2 separate regions of the Sus scrofa genome follow, and region 2 is linked to region 1. Evidence: chromatin contacts called from public Hi-C data. All regions are on one chromosome and are shown on one strand. Each heading gives the region's core, a stretch centred on a gene start, on an enhancer-like site or on the middle of the called end of the contact. The rest is flanking DNA. Distances are from core to core; before and after follow the strand shown. Region 1 holds the start of ARIH2 (E3 ubiquitin-protein ligase ARIH2). Region 2 holds the start of QARS (glutamine--tRNA ligase).

Region 1 (3,621 bases), core at 709-3,208:
TTTACATAAGATACTGCTTACTGGGCAAATAAGCATAAACAGTATTATAAATATTGCTCCCATCTGCAAAACAGCACTACCAATAATAGCTTTCATTTAATGACACCAATTTCAGGTCAGATTCATTCTCATTAAATGTTTATAACTCTACAAAGTAGCTATCATCCCCTTCTTATAAATGAGGAAAAGAGTTCAAAAAGATTAAATAACTTGCCCAGGTCCACACTGCTGCCAACCAGTAGAGTCCAGTGTTACACTTTCACCAGATCCGTGGCCTATGAGGACTCCTAACTCCCCATCACTCTCCTGGAGAGCCTAATACTATTCACAAAGCCACCTCCAGAATTACAATAAAAGAGCAAGGTTTTCACTTTCTCCGGATTTCTCTCCAGGATTTGGGCTTTAAGGGTTGCCCACAGGTTTCTCATCAACTTAATACTCAAGAAGGAGGGGAAAACATCAGGCTCCCTTCCAAAAAGAAGAACACCATTTCATACTTACTGAGTGTTCTAAGTCTAGACTTAAATAAAATCTTAATTTTTGTTACCTTTTCAAAGTTAAATAAACTTTATTCTACTTGAAAGAATACTGACACTGCTTAAGGAGACCAGTACGTTATTGCCTTATTACAGAACAGATGATAACGGTTTGATTTCCTCTGGATGTTAAATACTATCCCTACATCCCAAACAGAAAAGGAATAACTGAAACTACTTCCCACTCCACCCCCAAAGTCACGTGTTCAGAAGACCTGACATCCACTCCGTGCTAAAGAATTGAAACGGAAGACTTCTCAGTTTAAAGTTGACATGAGCAAAACAAAAACATTTTGGTGGATCTAACGATGTTTAACTACAGATATAATATTTAGCGCTAAATAGTCATTTACTAAATCTACATCTCCGAAGAAAACCTAGTAAAAAAATATGAATCAGCAACTTAGTTTCAAAACCCTACATTAAATCCGCAAGGTAATACGGTAGTCACTAACAACACACGGTTATTTAACTTAAAAATTAAACAAAATTTAACATTTGGCTGTTCAGTCGCACTATCCATAAATCAAATGCTCAAGGGCTACGGGTGGCTAGTGGTCAAGGGTTACTCAAAGGTACAGAATATACGCATTGTGAGAGAAAGTTCTATGGGACAGGGTAACAATCAGTACTGAGGTGAAGTCATCCGAGAACACAGTAGCCTCTCCCGCGGCTAGCACAGCAGGGTCCCCCGAGGCGGCGGCGCAGTTCCTGGGCTGCATATCGTGTCCGAAGGGCCGGGATATCCGCGAGGACACGGAGCCCACGCGCTGGGGAGCCTTCACTGGCGGGCGTTAACTAGCCGCGCGGGAGGCATTGCGAGAGTTCCCAGTGATGACTCGAATGGGAAACTCCGGAGGCAGTGAGTCTCCCTGGTGTGGCCGGCGGAGAGGGCCCAGATGCGCCGGCGCCAGTCGGTGAGAGGCGCCGGCCTCCGACCTTTACGCGAGCAGAGCAAGCGGCTAGAAGAGGAAAAACGGAGAAGCGCCAGGCGCTAGTCCGCTCAGACTACGGTTTTTAGCCGCCCCTCGGCGGGTAGCAGAGGGCGCTGAGACAGTGAAAAGGCTGCGGGGGGCGCCGGGACCTCGCGGGCAGCGACGAAGGCGGAGCCCCGGCCTGGCTAGGGAGGCGCGAGGAGAGCCCACCCCCCCTCCCCCGGCCCGCTCGGGTAAACAAGGCCGCGACTCGCAATGCGCACTCACCGGGAGCCGCGGCCCCGGGGCCGCTGAGCCCGGGCGGACCAAACTGGGTCGGGCCAGGCCTGAGGAACCGGACACAGGCGCGGCGGCGGCGGAGGCGGCGAGCCAACGCCGGTCAAGGCCCGCGCTGCTTCCTCTGGCGGAGCCTTCTTCGCAGCTCCGGAAGTGTTCGGAGCAGTTGCGTCACTTCCGGCCTGAGGTCGCCCCACGGTCGCCCGGGTCGTGACTGGCGCTGGGTGATAACGCTTCTGCGCGGTTGCTTCTCTGCAGCTTAGCGCTCCGACCCAGAGTGTGCCCAGCGCACTGCCGGCGCCGACTGCTGCGAGGGGCAGCAGAGGAAAGGGTTTGGCTTATTGGAGAGGGGTCACTCACTGCATCTCTTCCTGCTTTCTCCTACCAGCGCCGCCCGCCGGGATACCCTAAACCTGAGTTTTTCTTCTTTCTTTCTTTTTTTTTTTTTGGTCTTTTTGCCTTTTCTTGAGTCTCTCCCGCGGCATATGGAGGTTCCCAGGCTAGGGGTCGAATCGGAGCTGTAGCCACCGGCCTACGCCAGAGCCACATCAACATGGGATCCGAGCCACGTCTGCGACCCACACCAGAGCTCACAGCAACGCCGGATCCTTAACCCACGGAGCAAGGCCAGGGATCGAACCCGCAATCTCATGGTTCCTAGTCAGATTCTTTAACCACTGTGCCACGACGGGAACTCCTAAACCCGAGTTTTTCTGATGGACTCCTCACTTCACCGTTTGTTAGCCGTGTCCGGCACGGAGAAGACACCCTGACGTTCGTGGAATGGATAAAGGACTTCTATTTCCCATCCGCTCTCTGATCAAAGATCAAAGGAGAGCTGGGTCTTCGGGTCAGCGCACCGGGTCGGGATTTTCTGCCTACATTCAGATGCCGTCCCCTGGTGGCCGCGGATCTGCAGGACCACACCAAGCTTCCTTTTCCCTTTCCGCAGCCTACTTCTCCCATTCACCCAAGGCTGAATCTTAACTTTCTTGCTGCACAGTTTCTTCAAGAAGTATAGAAAGTGCCAATATGACATTCAGTACCTTCTATGACCTTTAACAAGTATTATGGATAGATAGAACCATGTAGGCTCACTCAGGTTGCTGCTGGACAGCATGGAAAAGCTGCTTCGGGTTTTTTTTTTGGGGGGGGTGGTATTTTTAGGGCCGCACTCGAAGCATATGGAAGTTCTCAGGCTAGGGATGGTATCATACTGCAGCTGTGGCCTACCCAACAGCCACAGCAACACCAGATCCGAACCAGCCGCGTTTGCAACCTACACCACAGCTCATGGCAACACTGCATCATTAACCCACTGACGCCAGGACCAGGGTTGGAACCTGTGTCCTCATGGGTACTAATCCAGTTCCTTACCACTGAGCCACTGGGGGAACTCCTATTGGTATATTTCTTGTACACGATTTTCAGGTTCCAGTTTAACTCACAGCATGTATCCAAATCAAGTGCATTCAAATACAAAGAAGCCCCAAATTAATTTGAAGTGAAAATTAATAGTAAGGAGTGAATAACATAAGATTATGAATTTTCTAGGAGTTCCCCAGTGGCTCAGTGGTTAACGAATCTAAGAACCGTGAGGTTTCAGGTTTGACCCCTGGCCTCGCTCAGTGGGTTAAGGTTCTGGCGTTGCCGTGAGCTGTGGCGTAGATTGCAGATGCGGCTCAGATGTGGCTCTGGCGTAGACCAGTGGCTACAGCTCCGATTCGATCCCTAGCCTGGGAACCTCCATATGCCACGGAAGCGACCCAAGAAAAGGCAAAAAGACAAAAAAAAAAAATTATAAATTTTATATATTAGTAACGCAAAAGTGTGTGTATAACCCAGTGTACTTATTTTATTTGTTTTGACAAAAC
Region 2 (3,621 bases), core at 665-3,164, 150 kb before region 1:
TGCTAGGCCACCATTTGAACTGCCTCTTTGTATACTTTTTCTTGAATTTTGCTGAAGTAGTACCAGAGGCTTATGCAAGCAAGCCAATCCCATGGGGCAGGACCCATAAAACTTCATGGTTCGCTCTGTGCAAGTCAAAGGGCTCCAGTGGACTGGCTGACCTGCTACTGCTACTACTCCTGTTTAATGCCTGCTCCTGGCCTTGGCTGGGCTGGGCATCAGAAGGGGGCCAAGCGGGCATGGTGGAAGGGGGGCAAGACACAGGATTGGATCTGGATACTGATGCAGTATGTGGCCCTGGGCTGAACCTGGCATGTAGTCATTATGTGGAGCTCAAAAATAGATTTGCTCATTAGTGGAATATGGCCACAAATCAGGAAATATTATGGTCAGGATCATGCCCAGTACTTGAAGGTCCAGGAGTTTTAGGGTCACTGAGGCCTTTAGGAGCCTGTGTTTCCATCCCAAATTTGGGGAACTTACCATCCCACCATCAACAGCTCCAGTTCTATAAGAAAATAGATTGGGGACTTCTCATTGTGGCTCATTGGTAATGAGCCTGACTTATCCATGAGGATGTGGGTTTGACCCCCGGCCCAGCTCAGTTGGTTAAGGATCCAGCGTTACCATGGGCTGTGGTGTGGGTTGCAGATGCACCTACGATCCCAGGTGGCTGGGATCGTTGTGGCTGTGGCCGTGGCGTAGGCCAGCATCTACAGCTCTGATTCCACCCCTAGCCTGGGAAATTACATATGGCATGGGTGCAGCCCTAAAAAAAAAAAATAAAAACAAAAACACAGGTTGTACATTCAGTTTTAGCCTGATGATTCCCACCCAGCAGGCCCTTAAGGGCCAAAGAGAGACTAGGGAGATCCCCAAGCATATCATCATAACTATTCTACCTTCTCTGTCCCACACTATTGAATAAAATATCCTGTCAAGTACTTGCATATGGATTTTAAGGTCTAATCTGCTTGTGGTTTTCCTATATTTGCATGCTTCGGTAAGAAGAGTAAGTATGGGGGTTCCCATAGTGGCTCAGTGGTTAACGAACCCGACTAGCATTCATGAGGACATGGGCTCAAGCCCTGACCCAGCTCAGCGGGTTAAGGATCTGGCCTTGCTGTGAGCTGTGGTGTAGATTGCAGATGTGGCTCGGATCCCACGTTGCAGTGGCTTTGGCGTACACGCAGATACAGCTCCGATTTGACCCCTAGCCTGGGAACCTCCGTATGCCGCGGGTGCGATCCTAAAACAGACCAAAAAAAAAAAAAAAGTAAGTATGGCAGGAGATTTTAAGCCAAATCATCACAGAAGTCATGCAAGGTCCTTCCTGGCCCCAAACCTTCCCTTTCCTGGTTAGGGGTGTGTGTGTGTGGGTGTGTGTGTGTGTGTGTGCGTGCGCGCGTGCAGGTGGAGCTGGAAAAGTGCCAAGACTTTTGGGGCGCATCCATGTGCCATTTCAGACGTCTGTTCTGGAGTCTTGACCGGATTTCCCGGGCTTCATTTTGTTCAGCTGTTTCCGTGACAACTCCAAAGTGTGACGTCAGAAACACGACCTACATTGACATTTGTTTCCAAAAACAAAACTGGGATGGTCCCAAGTTTTCCGGGGCTGAAGGAGAAAAGATGAAGAGTAAAATTACCATGATTATGTCTGCCTCCTGCCCTGGTGCTGAACACCTTCGCTCCAGGTTTGGAACAAATCACCTCTAAAGTACCGCCGCTCACTATCCCTTTTAGAGACCTGAAGCACGAAGACGGAAGTAAAGCGGCGGGAGAGGCCGCCCTCTGCCCTTTAAATGTCACTGACGATCCTGGAGATCCCCGCCCCTTCCCTCCAAGGAAGGATACCATTGGCTTTCGCTGACGGCATCTCACTCCTATTGGTCAGTGAGCTAACTCCGGGGCAGATTGGCCCCAAAGTTTCTTTTTGGCTTCCGGCGTCCCAGCAATGGCGGCTCTAGACTCCTTGTCGCTCTTCACCGGCCTCGGCCTGAGCGAGCACAAAGCGCGAGAGACGCTCAAGAACACGGCTCTGAGCGCGCAGCTGCGCGAGGCGGCGACCCAGGTGCAAACCTACGTCCTTGGCCCCGGCTGCCGACTGTGCCCCAAGGCAACTCCGGGCCGGGTCCAGACCCCGACCCACCCATCTTGTCTCACTCTTGCTTTTCTTACTGGAAGTGAGGCTTATCTCCTGACCCCTCTGACCCTAGGCACAGCAGACTCTGGGCTCCACCATCGACAAAGCTACCGGGACCCTGCTCTATGGCTTGGCCTCGCGACTGCGGGATCCTCGTCGACTGTCTTTCCTCGTGAGCTACATAGCTAGTAGGAAGATCCATACTGAGACTCAGCTGAGCGGTGAGACCCTTGCCTGTCTTGCTTCCACCTCCAGCTCCTCCTCTCAGCCAAGATCCCTATCTAACCATTCTGACAAGACCCACAGTGTCACTCTAGATTACTAGTTCTGCATTCTTCTCTAAACTTAGGCCCTGGCACTGACGGAGAGGGCCACCTCTGGGTGAGACCCACTGGAGAACTGTGTAGGTCTGAGGGAGTTTCCCTCACAACACATGCTTCTTTCCTGTGGCCTTAGGGCTTCTCTAGTGAAGTGCAAGACTTACTTTTCCAGGAAGTCAAACTAATTGGGGTTTCATGGATAGGATTAGGGCCCTGTCTTCCTACTTCTTGGAGCTGAGATGCCACAAACTCCTTGGCTTTCCTTTTTCAGCTGCCCTTGAGTATGTGCGAAGTCATCCCCTGGACCCAATCAACACCATGGACTTTGAGCAGGAATGTGGTGTGGGCGTCATTGTGACTCCAGAGCAGATTGAGGAGGCTGTGAGTCTTTTCTTAGGTGTCAGCTGCCTCCTTAATTCTAAGGAGTGGCTTTCAGTACTTAATACTGGAAAGGAGTGGCCCTGCTTTACCAACCAGAAAGTCCCAGGGTGAGGGGATCAGTCCCTAGAGCATGTCTGAAGCTCATGGTTTGGCTTTCTGTAGGTGGAGGCTGCCATAAATCATCACCGATCCAAGCTCCTTGTAGAGCGTTACCACTTCAACATGGGGCTGCTGATGGGTGAGCAGGACCTGGGGCAGGGGACTACAGACTATGTTGTTATCACTGGTCATGCCTTCTCTTCTGGGCATGAGTGAGAGGGAGGTGGAAGGGAGAGTCGGAGCATCTTAAAAGAGGTCTGGCTGGGCCCAGGCTCTAGTTTCTGAGGTCAGCCAGGTCCTTTTCTTGAGAAACAGGGTGGGAAGTGTCCTCCTTTTCCTTTCAGCAGCTTCTTATGCCCATGTTTCTAGGAGAGGCTCGGGCTGCGCTCAAGTGGGCAGATGGCAAAATGATCAAGCATGAAGTAGACATGCAGGTGGGTGCTTCCTTGAGCTGAAGCAGGTGGAGGCCCTTCTAGAGACAGTGTCTAGCATCCACTGAGAGATAAATGGGAGTGAGAAGGGAAGAGAGCCTATTCCTTTTCTGATAGTGGATAGTAGAGCCTGGGGTAGAGGGGGCAGCACTTGGGTGGGCAGTGAAAGACTTGGCTCTCTGGGTTGTGTCTAGTTTGGGGTGAGTTGCTTTACTCTGAACCTCAGGTTCCTCATCTTGTAAATAAT

What was found. A called contact is a pair of places that touch in the nucleus more often than the background predicts.
Region 2: a Hi-C map of liver shows a contact between it and region 1, with 2.4 times the contacts expected there. The contact joins the promoter of QARS here to the promoter of ARIH2 in region 1. A contact is called at or near these places in 1 of 5 promoter capture datasets (fetal liver), 1 of 47 Hi-C or Micro-C datasets (liver) and 1 of 2 datasets of contacts at active chromatin or transcription factors (alveolar macrophages).

What each region holds. Positions count from the first base shown.
Region 1 is chr13:31,568,363-31,571,983 of Sscrofa11.1, reverse strand. It overlaps ARIH2 (E3 ubiquitin-protein ligase ARIH2), which reads right to left and starts at 1,958. Exons shown (of 16, transcript XM_003132197.6): 1 at 1,739-1,958. ARIH2OS reads left to right here and starts at 1,436. Exons shown (of 3, transcript XM_013981653.2): 1 at 1,436-1,520; 2 at 1,601-1,854; 3 at 1,856-2,219. The coding sequence starts at 1,436. The coding sequence ends at 2,158.
Region 2 is chr13:31,721,493-31,725,113 of Sscrofa11.1, reverse strand. QARS (glutamine--tRNA ligase) reads left to right here and starts at 1,914. Exons shown (of 24, transcript XM_021070652.1): 1 at 1,914-2,071; 2 at 2,217-2,364; 3 at 2,735-2,844; 4 at 3,007-3,082; 5 at 3,313-3,377. The coding sequence starts at 1,955.